2 separate regions of the Oncorhynchus mykiss genome follow, and region 2 is linked to region 1. A link is a contact called in public Hi-C data. All regions are on one chromosome and are shown on one strand. Each heading gives the region's core, a stretch centred on a gene start, on an enhancer-like site or on the middle of the called end of the contact. The rest is flanking DNA. Distances are from core to core; before and after follow the strand shown.

Evidence for each region. Hi-C and Micro-C count contacts between places; a contact is called where the count stands out from the background.
Region 2: a contact with region 1 is called in a Hi-C map of liver, with 2.4 times the contacts expected there. The contact joins the enhancer-like site here to the promoter of LOC110501646 in region 1. A contact is called at or near these places in 3 of 3 Hi-C or Micro-C datasets (blood and liver).

The regions. Positions count from the first base shown.
Region 1 is chr22:26,443,628-26,449,788 of USDA_OmykA_1.1, forward strand. It overlaps LOC110501646 (anosmin-1), which reads right to left and starts at 3,593. Exons shown (of 14, transcript XM_021579348.2): 1 at 3,300-3,593. The coding sequence starts at 3,494.
Region 2 is chr22:26,477,496-26,483,656 of USDA_OmykA_1.1, forward strand. It overlaps LOC110501647 (F-box-like/WD repeat-containing protein TBL1X), which reads left to right. Exons shown (of 15, transcript XM_021579350.2): 2 at 4,642-4,815; 3 at 5,209-5,354; 4 at 5,770-5,989. The coding sequence starts at 4,758. Among protein-coding and RNA genes, the nearest start is that of LOC110501647, 15 kb to the left of the region's middle. Within about 2 kb of position 3,261, at least 5 of the 11 cell types and tissues checked have an H3K27ac peak or open chromatin away from gene starts, as enhancers often do. A contact at or near this core is called in liver, where this site is marked.

The DNA of each region.
Region 1 (6,161 bases), core at 2,343-4,842:
AACTTATTTAATATCAAAAGACAAAAACAAGGGGATACGGAAAAACTACTTTCCCATGTTTTTCTTTCCTTCGCTATGAACACAGGTCTCACAAGTGCAATACTTTAACTTTCAGCACCCCCCCGCTCACTGGGAATGAATGACCAAATTTAAAATGTTATATTTTTATGACTTAAAATGTAATAACAAGACCACATGGACACACCTTGTTTTTTGGTTTCATGGGTAGTCATAAATAATCCACTACAAGACTGATGCGTTCAGAATGCATTAGTGAACAGAGGTCCCAGTTCACTCCTAACATTTTAAATGTCCAGTGACCATATTTATAACTGGGTGTTCCCCTCTCTCTGTCTATTGTACCAGGGTGACAAGTCCCCCATATATGAAGGAAATGTTCAATAAATACATCTGTATTTTGGAAGTACTTCTACATTTATAAATCCTAAATTGCCATAAATCCAAAGCCCAAAAGGTCATGCCTTTTTCCAACTCTGTATCTGTTCCTGCTGAGCTCAGTAACTCATCACTGACAATTATCTTTGGATCCTGATTCGGCCAAGTTCAAAGGAGGACTTGTGGGAGTTTACAGCTTCAACTGCTAAAATGTTTTATTTCAATATGCAAAAAATGTATGTATAACTTCTACAAAGGACAATACAAAAAACGTACACCCCCTTAAACTTTTTCACATTATGCTTCCTTCATTTTTTTCTAATAAGGGATTCAATTTGATTTTTTCATACAGATCTACATAACCTAACTCTGAGATAGGGTTTTATTTTTTATGGGGGAGGATTAAACACATTTTTATGCAAAATACACCAGAGTTGCTTTCAAAGAGGTGTTGAATGTTCCTGACCGATCAAGTCTCAGTCGGACTTAAATCTGCTTTAAAAAAAAGAAAAAATAATCAAACACACGGTTTAAATATCACTGTCCATCGATGATCCCCATACAAATTTACTGCGTCTGTGCAATTTTGACAAAAACGATGGATATATGATGCCCTAAGTTGGTAAAATATTGATACAAATTATTCCCAGCTATAATGGCCACCAAAGGTGCTTCCACCAAGCATTAACTCAGGGGGGTGGAGACTTATCCAATTATGATATTTCAGGGGAGGTGTTTCTTAATTTGTAACATTTTCAAAAAACTTTCTTTCACTTCGAAAATTTGTTGTAGGTTGTGTAGAATTTTTAAAATAAAATTAAGTCAGTAAACTTTTTTTTTTTTAACGTTTCTATAGGCGTATTGCTGAAAGGGTCTATTTCCATGAAACTGGAAACGTTGTGTGTCTTGGAGTCCTTATAAAGTATTACATTAATCCTAAGCATGAATGATTTCTGAGTTGAATTAAGAGGTCTGCAGTCTCAATCATGGTAGAGGTTGGAGGCAAGCCCCCGCCTAGCTGGGCCTGCTCTGTAATGAGATCTGTCAGAGGAAGCAGATCCACCTGTAGGTCGCAGCACGTTGAGCGCTGACTGGGCAGGCTCCAGTGTTATGGCAACAGTACATTAGAGCTTATCACATTTAGCCAAAGTGGGCCTCTGCGTTTAGCAGGAAGGTGACCTCACTGGGGATAGCATCAGTGGGCCAGTGTCCCCGCTATGAGGTGTGATGCTGGCATTTGGTGGCAAGGGTTAGGGCCATGGGCTAGAGCAGGGGGAGGCATGTTTTTCCAGCTGACCAGACCTCCCATTTCCACATGAAAGAGCCTGCTGAGAACACAATACATTTAACAGTACTCAGCGTATCAACAACAATTGGCTTCTATTCTTGGAGCTCCAAGCATGCTCAACCAGTCCCTTATCACGGAGCAAAAATGCACCTCTCTTTTATAAACACATCCTCCTAATTTCCTGCCCTCTGAACACAACAGAGGTTGAATACAACTTCTGGGGCTCAGCAGTCAATTATCAGACAATTAACCCATTATAATTGCAGGGGAGTTAATACATTTCATCTCAATCTCTAAGACTTTTCAGTCAAATAGTGATTGATTATAGGCCTCCATATTAAGAACATGGGCAGTGCTGAGAAGTTGTTGAAATTATCTTCATTTCATTTCGGTGAACTTCACTAGACTAAATGGTATAATAAAGAATCTGAAATAAAATATATCAATGCTTCCTAACATAAAACCAACTAATATAAAGAGAGAAGACAGGAGAGGGAGACAAAGCACTCAATGATAGTTAATAACAGTTGACGAGCTCTCCCAACATTGATTCCAAAACACACAGCAATCAGTAATTAAATAGAATAGAGAGTATAAGCCCAGCCTTCATCCTGCAAATGTTCTTAAGTAAAAACTAAAAACTGAGTGCAGATAGGAGGTGAAAGACAGTTGGGGGAAGAAAATGATCTTTTTACTGTGTCCTTGGAGAGAACAATGTGTCTAGTGGAGGGTGAAAAACAACTTCTGACACCACATACCAAATCACCCAATTACAAGGTTAATTCCACAGCAAATCACTTCTTCCAACTCAAATTCTAGAAGAGCATCGAAACATGCTTGGTGGTCATCTTCGGTATGCATAATCATATTGTGACCCATTTTCTGGGTTATTGTGGGTGCTAATTGTGAGGTAATTGAATATATGGGGTGAAAAATAAAACTGGCCCATTTTGATAGAGGGATATAAACAAATCAGATCAAACATCTAAGCACAACATTCTTAAGACTCAAAATCAAAAGCAGCCCTCATATTTCTTACTATGGAGAATTAATGAACCAGTTTGACAAAAAAGGTTTTCACATGCACAAAACAGCAAGGCTATAATGTCCTTCCACTATAATAATAATAATAATAATAATAAGTGCCCACAATACAGTATGTACACAATATGCATCAAATTTGCAGCTGTGGAAAGCAAAACCAATAGACTCCAAGTCCTATAGGGTCATCAGCTGCCACTGTTTTAGTCACTGTGTGACAAGTGAAGTCCAACAAAACTATCAGTAGGCTATTTTGTTTACATTTCAGAACCACTTAATTTATGCCTTGTTTCATTTGTAATGTGACAGACGCATTCATGTCCAATAGCCTATTCATCAACTCATCCATATGGGGTGACACACACACACACACACACACACACACACACACACACACACACACACACACACACACACACACACACACACACACACACACACACACACACACACACACACACACACACACACACACACACACACACACACACTCACACACACACACACTTTTTTTATTTTGAGGGGGACACATGAAGCGTAAAAGTTGGACAGACTGTGAGCAACACGCTCCTACCTGGGAGTGCTTGAAAAAAGCAGAGATGCGAGTGATATGCAGGCTGAGACATCTCGAGGCGCATCTTGCTCGGTAAATGCTAGTAGTGAAGAACGAGTCATCCTGCCTGGTCCTCGCAGCGAAGGTTCCATGGGTCGACAACACTGTAATCCATAGACACAGGGTCACACATACAGTTAAGCTCCTGGGCAACATTGTTCGACGACGGGTGCTGCTTTTTATGCGTTCACTGATCGGGCTACACTGCGTGTTGACTCGGCTGTAGAAACTAAAGAAACTTCAATTATACACTGGGGAGGAGTCAGAACCGCGTGCGCTTTGTGATTGGCGGATACCGTGGTGATTGGCAAATACTGCGAGTGCCTTGCAGCAGGTAGAGGTTATGGACTCACTATCAAGCATTTTCAAATATGAATTCTATTTGAGTAGATGGTTGAATGATTTTGTGCTGAAAATCAATTAAGACAATTGTTATGAATAACATTTATATTCAATGTCACCTCAAATGTATTGGAAATATATTGATTATTTGAACTGTCTCTACCTGCATGTACCAGTGGGTAACCTGTCAGGTGTGAAATGGGAAATGTGTTTTTTTTGCGTATCCCAACTCCCCCTGAAACACTCTCACAGAGTGGCCTCACAGTCAGGTACTCTATAAGAGTGATTGACAGTGACCCTGGAGCAATTAGGGTTAAGTGCCTTGTTCAAGGGCAGATCAACAGATTTTTCATCTTGTCAGCTCAGGGATTCAAGCTAGCAACCTTTTGGTGACTGGCCCAACACTCTAACCACTAGGCTACCTGCCACCTCATGACATTGTAATACTGCATGATAAACAGGGTAGCCTAGTTTATCAGGTCCACTTGGAAAACCTCTATCCTAGTGTGTGCAATGAGACGTTCAGCAGATCTTAATTATAGACAATCTCTCCAAAACATAAATGGCTCATACATAAGCAACACCATTTACAGGAAGCTCCACATTTCATGTGTGCAGCGGATTGCAGGAAGTATTCGACCTACTGCCACCTACTGATGACACAATACATCAGAAATACAGAATAGACAGGTCGTCTAAACCAAGCCCCCACATATGGCCCCTGGAAAGCCTGCCAACATATCAGGGAATCCCTTTCCACCAGTCTGTGCCTCAACGTTAAACAGTAGCTTGGAAAAACTATTCTACCTGGAAAAAATGTAAACCGCCCTAAAACAAATTCCTCAACATGGTCTCCCAAAATTTGGCATTGTTTCATAGCCCAGGGAATGGAGCAAATATGACATGTAGGAAAAGGTTGAAATCTTTGAAGAAGAAGAAAAACAACATCCATCTTTAATAAGGAAGTTCCCTAGGGGGTCTACTAGACATTCTTTCTCTGCTGTTCTCAGCTTATGGAGTACTTTGCCGTACACCATTACAGAAGTATTGTAATGAGCTTTTATAAGTGTTGCTCTTAAACAGTCTGCAGAATGGGATCCAAACGGAGACTAACACAATCATTAGATTTTGGCTCAGGTAGCCATGCAGCTCGCCCTAGGCTAGCGATGCTCTGTGCCAAGCACTTCAGCCCTTACCCCTCTCTCTCTCTCTCTAATGAAATGGGTCTGTTAATACAGCCATACAAATACATCCTGGAAAGCATGAGGCTGCCAGTGCCAAGGATAGGGATCACCCCCAAAATAATAGTTTCTGTTTCCAATAACAATGCAGTTTTTATCATTTACATATTCTATAGCCTCCTGTAGGTTATTAACCCTCTATACATGTCTGCTAGGGTATGATTTGTGATTATAGAAGAGATAAGGCTTTCTGATGCTGCTGCATGGTGTGTAAATACATCCCCGTGGCTGCAGAACCCCTATTTGAATGGGTGTCCATTTCCCTGGTGGTCCCAGAGTACAATGTAACTTGTGGTGAGAGATCCCTTGCCACTCTTAAAATATTTAAACACGGATGTCTGTGTACCTTAAAAATGGTGTAATGGCTTCATTTTCTGGCTTATTACAGCCATGTGTGGTAGGGGTTTTATGGTGTGTGGTGAAGGAAACACGGTGCCTGTGTGCGGTCCTAATGTCTCCTACAGCCTGTAGGACACGCATGCATCCCTCCTCTGACCGACTCCAGTGTTTCATTGACTGGGAAAAATCTGCCAATACTGAACTCAGGTCATAAAGCCAGAGTAGGAGCGGAGGTGTTTGTCTGGGCAGAGGTGGAACCTGATTTTTCAGCTACCCACGTCACTGTGTTAATTCGCTCCATTAATTACTGTGGGGGTCTCTACTGGCAACTGATGTTTACACACATAAATAAACCAGTGTGTACTTGGCTCAGAAGTCTGAATTCTCTATAATGAGCCATCTATAGGGTAACTACCTAGAAAGTATAAAGACACTGTTTTGTATTGTTGGATATAGAATTTGTATGATTGCCCTGTTGGCATTCTTCTCTAAAAGGAGATGGGTGAGAGCATAATGCTATCATTGCAATCATTGGTTAGAATCTTTGTGTGTTAATATATTCCAGGACAATGTCAACTGAAGCCCATTAACCAGAACTTCCTTTCTAAAATCCCCTAATCCCTGCATCACCTCTGAATGGCCTGACCCTAACCACCACACCCCATGACCTCTGTTCTGACCTCAACCTTTGACCTCAAGCTGTAGACCCATACACAAAATGGTGCCTTAACATAAACAAAATATCAATGATAAACCAAACACTGAGAATTGATGTGAAGTACCCTAATTTTCTAGTATCTTGGAGATGATTGAGTGTGACATGCCAGGTTGTTATGGGTACACTTCCTTGCCTGCAAAATATGTGGAAATAGTGGTGTTTCAGCCAGTTGAGGGCTTCTAT
Region 2 (6,161 bases), core at 2,011-4,510, 34 kb after region 1:
TCCCATACAGAGCTGTGCAGGTGTCCATACAGAGCTGTGCAGGTGTCCATACAGAGCTGTGCAGGTGTCCATACAGAGCTGTGCAGGCCGGGGGTGTCCATATATTTACCGACACACCCGTCTTGTACAGCTGCGTAGGGGAAATGGCTCAAATCGCACAAAATGGAATATAACATTGCGGCTAAAGTTTGGAATGACACAATTTCACGTGTACAACATCTAAAGACCTGCATCACTATACTTAGTGCGTGTCTGTTTTTCAAAACGCTTGTTTGTTTTTTGTTGCTTTTGTTGATTTGTTATTTTAGCCCCCACACTGCAGAATAATGAAGAGGAAGTCAATTGCTGGTTGGGGTAAGTTTCTCAAAAACAAGTGAAATCCCCACAAAGTGTCTGGACACTTCTCTTACATGTAGGTTACATGTAAACTACAGATTTGGTTGTAAAAAAGTGAACTTCTCTTTTAATGTCCTTTCACCCTGAGGGAATAAACTCAGTCTCATGCAATCTCTTTAGAGAACATTGGAAAGCAATCTTAATTGGTGGGATGTAGGGTTCTATGATGAGCTGATAAATGTAATCCTTATCCTACATGTGGTATTAGAGCCCTGAAGCGTATGGGAATTCCAATGTAAAAAGCCCTATGATCACTAATGTGAAGTTCATAGGAGCACATCAAATTTGGAGTAAAATGAAAACTAAGAGTCTATATTTGAGAAATTAAGGCATATATACATTTTTCAACCATGTTCCATCCTACAAATTAGAAACAAGCAAAGGCTTTGATTTCGGGTCACATATGGTTAAAGGGGTCTTAGAAGACATCTATCAGTATAATTTACTATATTGTACTGTACGTTTGTTATATACTGTACGTATGTTATACATGCTGTGCTGTGATGTCCAAACTTGTGAAACATAGATGGACCGGACCAACTAAATTGCTCTTGTTTTTAAATTGAACCTTTATTTGACTAGGCAAGTAAGTAAAGAACAAATTCTTATTTACAACGATGGCCTACCGGGGAACAGTGTGTTAACTGCCTTGTTCAGAGGCAGAATGATACATTTTTACCTTGTCGGCTCGGGGATTTGAACCAGCAACCTTTCGGTTAATGGCCCAACCACTAGGCTACCTGCCACCCCAGGTATCCTAATAATAATAGCCAGAGTGTAGAATTATACCTAAAAATGCAAAGGAGGATATTAAAATCTTCTACCTTTGTGTACCTATTAAGGACACATCCACATGAAGAGAATAATTATGCATTTCTGTATAGTACAGATTAGAGGTCGACCGATTATGATTTTAACACCGATACCGATTATTGCAAGACCAAAAAAGCCGATACCGATTAATCGGCCGATTAAAAAAAAAAATGTTTTTGTAATAATGACAATTACAACAATACTGGATGAACACTTATTCTAACTTAATATAATACATCAATAAAATCCATTTATGCTTGACGCACAACAAAGAGCTGCTGGCAAAACACACGAAAGTGCTGTTTGAATGAATGTTTACGCGCCTGCTTCTGCCTACCACCGCCCAGTCAGATACTTAGATGCTTGTATGCTCAGTCAGATTATATGCAACGCAGGACATGCTAGATAATATCTAGTAATATCATCAACCATGTGTAGTTAACTAGTGATTATGATGAGTTTAATGCTAGCTAGCACCTTACCTTGGCTTACTGCATTCGCGTAACAGGCAGTCTCCTTGTGGAGTGCAACGAGAGAGAGGCAGGTCGTTATTGCGTTGGACTAGTTAACTGTAAGGTTGCAAGATTGGATCCCCCGAGCTGCCAATGTGAAACTCTGTCGTTCCGCCCCTGAACGAGGCAGTTAACCCACCGTTCCTAGGCCGTCATTGAAAATAAGAATGTGTTCTTAACTGACTTGCCTAGTTAAATAAAGGTATAAATAAAAATAATAATAATCGGCGCCCAAAAATACAGTTTTCCGATTGTTATGAAACCTTGAAATCGGCCCTAATTAATCGGCCATTCCGATTAATCACTAATCACCGTGTGCTGAGGACAATAAAAGGACACTAAAATGTGCAGATGTCTCAAGTTTTGAGGGGGCATGCAATTGGCATGTTGACTGCAGGACTGTCCCAACATAATTTTATGTTAATTTCTCTACCATAAGCCACCTCCAACGTTGTTTTAGAGAATTTGGCAGTACATCCAACTGGTCTCACAATCGCAGACCGCGAGTAACGACACCAGCCCAGGACCTTCACATCCGGCTTTTTCAACTTCGGGATTGTCTGAGGAGGGGGATGGGGGATGCTGAGAAGTATTTCTGTCTGTAATAAAGCCCTTTTCTGGGGAAAAACTCATTCTGATTGGCTGGGCCTGGCTCCCCAGTGGGTGGTCCTATGCCCGCCCTCCTAGGCCCACCCATGGCTGCGTCCCTGCCCAGTCATGTGAAATCCATAGATTAGGGCCTGATTAATTTATTTAACTTGACGGATTTATTTAGATGAACTGTAACTCAGTAAACATTTAGAAATTGTTGCATGTTGTGTTTTATATTTTGTTCAGTATAATTATGTTTCCAGTTGTTGTGGGGGTGGCGGCCATGGGAGCAGCGTCTCACAGCTTTGATACAGATATGCCTTCCCTTCTAGCCAGACCCTGCTTGTTATCTAATTAGCCCAAAGAGAAGCAGTTTAGTGGGTTGGCATTGAGCTCTGCAGGCCACCCAGACTATCACACAAAGGCTTGGCTTAGCTAGAATGCTAGGGAAAATGGGACTTGTTCCAGCTTTGGTGTTTATGTTGTACTTTTTAAAATGTATAATACGTTATTGATCATGTTTAAATGTATTGCATTTTGGGTTTTATGATACTCTAAATCAAGCAATGGTTCTCATTCAATAACATGTGGTATGATTATGTATTCATGGAACGCCATAAGGGGAATGTGTCTCAGTGTGAGATTGATTCTCACACCAGCTCCAAATCATAGCACCATCTCTTTTTTTTGGAGGAAAATTAATGTGAACATTCACACTTAGCCAATATCGGGGGTTATTTCATTTGAGCGCTGCATGTCTGCTGTGCGGTGCAATAAAGCCAGAGAGTCCATGTGAAATAATATCCCAAGGTGAAAGACGTGTGTTATTCATGTTGGGTAACATTTTCGACCCAGCTGGCACAGGGCCCACTTGTAACAGTATTCTCTGTGTATTTTGCAACTGGTTCCTGCTGGTTGCTATGCTACCAAAGGGTGACTCTTGGGAGTGAGTTGAGCTCTGTGAGTGGTGTGGTATGGAGGTTAGAGAGGCCTGCATTTCTTACTGACTGGCTCTACTCTGTATCTGGTCTGGAAGGAAGCTTGTCCCTCTTGTCCAGTTCTACCCCTCAAGTCAGACTGAAAGCACAAAATATAACAATGGCCATGATTCAGCATTCTGAATGATAGGTTTAGGATCAAGTTCAAATGTATTGTTAATCTCCGAGGAAGTCTTAACTGTTTTAGTGGGGGTGTTTATGATGGATAACTGGCAGTTTTTGAAGAGGTACAGAGGTTCAAGTTTTTCAATCTTTGGTCAAATGTTGAATATGATTGGCGCTACCAATGTGAATAGGAAGCATTTTACAGTGTATGGTTGTCTACATGGTATTGACTGCATTATGTGTGGTATATCAAATATTTGTTGTCTGCTTTCCCTTCAGTTTGAGATTCAGCTCTACTCTTAACTATACATGGGCTTTGATACAAAATAATGTTTACTTGGTTGCACCTTCAGTTTCAGAATTTTCTCTCTCAATTACAAAAGTAAAGTCCCAGTCTCACCTTCGTATTTCCTTCCCTATTATGCACAATATAATGTGTACTGCCAATTCATTAATATATTGTTGGAAAATGATGAATCATCCCATTGTAGCGAAGCCCTCATTAGCCTGAAGGCTAGCTCATCAGTGGGAACAATAACTCAATTGCTGTGATTCTAAAGGCTTCTGTTTTTATGTTGTTTTTCTTCAGCTCCCAGTAGTTTTGAAAGAATGCCAAGTTGAACTGTTCACGTCGGCGCCAATAAAGTGTTATCTGAGAAAGAGAGAATGATGCGAAAGTCCCCCAACTTTACCAGTAATTATCCTTACGCCATGTGCTAAGCTCTCTACAGTTTACTAGATAACGGCAGTAGGCATTCAATGCCCTGTAATGCTTTATTAGGCTTCTATCCATCTAGATCAGTGGCCAGGTCACTAATGGAATTGGACGCCGCAGTCATGTCACAATAGAGAGATGGGGGAATACTTGGCCTGTGCAGTGGAGATGGATTCGCTGGCTAAGTGACCCGGTCATTGCCTTTCTCAGTGGGTCGAAAAGTGCAGCCAATGGGCAAATGGGGGCCCACACTAATGGAGGGAGTTAGTTGGGTTTTCCTTTGTGTGTGCGCTTCTAACCATGGACAGAGACACATTTATGTTCTTGCTTTATCTCTGTATGTGATGACAAGGTAGCTGTCAAGTCATTTGGTTATGATGATTGGGGACCTACCAAGAAAAACGGTAACCTACATTGTCCCACTCGTTGGGAAGCTTGTTGTCTTCTGAAATTATGTAGCTAGCTGTGTAATGAATCTAAAACTCAATGTCTTCCTCTCTCTCTTCCCTAGACTGAGTCCATCTTTACTACGTACAGTACCTCCTCCATCGAGGTGGGCTAAGATACAGTACCTCCTCCATCGAGGTGGGCTAAGATACAGTACCTCCTCCATCGAGGTGGGCTAAGATGAGTATAACCAGTGATGAAGTTAACTTCTTGGTCTACAGATATCTTCAGGAGTCAGGTATGTATGACTGCCAAACTTCCTGGAACACACTGTCTGTCTGTGCCTGTCTGCCTGTATGTCGGTGTCTGTCTCTCATGCCATTCATGCTAACCTGTATTTCACAGGTTGAATGAATTATTGAGTTCCTACTCTTTTGTTGGGGCTTTCTTTGAAGCCCGTCATTGGTGAAACGCATGATAGCTCTGGCATTTCAAAATATATCGCACTGAAAAAGTATACTTGGTACGGATAATTGACTCGCTCCGCTGTCTGCGTTCACTTGCATTTTTTTGATAGCATAACATTGACATAAAAAGTGTAGATATGTTTGTATAGGAGTAAGAGGTTTGTGTTGCAGGGTCTCTGGTGTTGTCATTGTACTGACTATGTTCTCTGTGTGTTCGTTTCCAGGTTTCTCCCACTCAGCGTTCACCTTTGGAATTGAGAGCCACATCAGCCAGTCCAACATCAATGGAACTCTAGTGCCCCCTGCTGCCCTCATCTCCATCCTGCAGAAAGGCCTCCAGTATGTGGAGGCAGAGATCAGCATCAATGAGGTGAGGCCAGCTGCTCCAGTCCAGGCTGCTGTCTAGTGCTGCCTTGGGACACATTCATTAGTGCACACCGTAGCAAAATGTTTTGCAACAGAACACAAAAATTTGTTTTTTTATTGTAAAAGTCCACATAGTTCCTCCCTGTTTCAATCTGTTTTCTATTGTTTGGTGCCTAGAGAATACAACCTTGGACTACCACTGTCAGAACAAACACACACTCTCCATATAAATCCATGGGGTTATATAAGACTGCCTTCACTAATATAGTGAAGTACAGTGAAGTAAATTGATCAAAATCATAAATTGTTAACAATACAAAAATAAATACAAAAATCAATACACTATTGTACTTGGTAAATTAAAACAAATTAAATCCCACCTTTAATGAAATATGGTGTAACCCTGGCATGTTTGGCAGGATGGCACAGTGTTTGATGGGCGGCCCATCGAGTCTCTGTCACTCATCGACGCGGTGATGCCGGACGTGGTACAGACGCGGCAGCAGGCCTTCCGCGACAAGCTAGCCCAGCAACAGGCGGCCGGCAGCATGGCAGTTGTTGCCGCTAGCAACCAACTTAATGCAACAAAGAACGGAGAGGCCACCGTGAACGGGGAGGAAAACGGAACACACACCATCTGTAAGAATTACTTCCTCTCTGACCCATTTAGCTGTTGCTAGCTGGTATTTTCGTGTCGTAACTTAGCAAATAATGTTTTCCTACATTATCTCGATACTTACTATGTGAGGCAGCTGAATCTCCATAAATCAGCAAACCCAAGCATGATCAACATCACATTGGTTTATTTGAG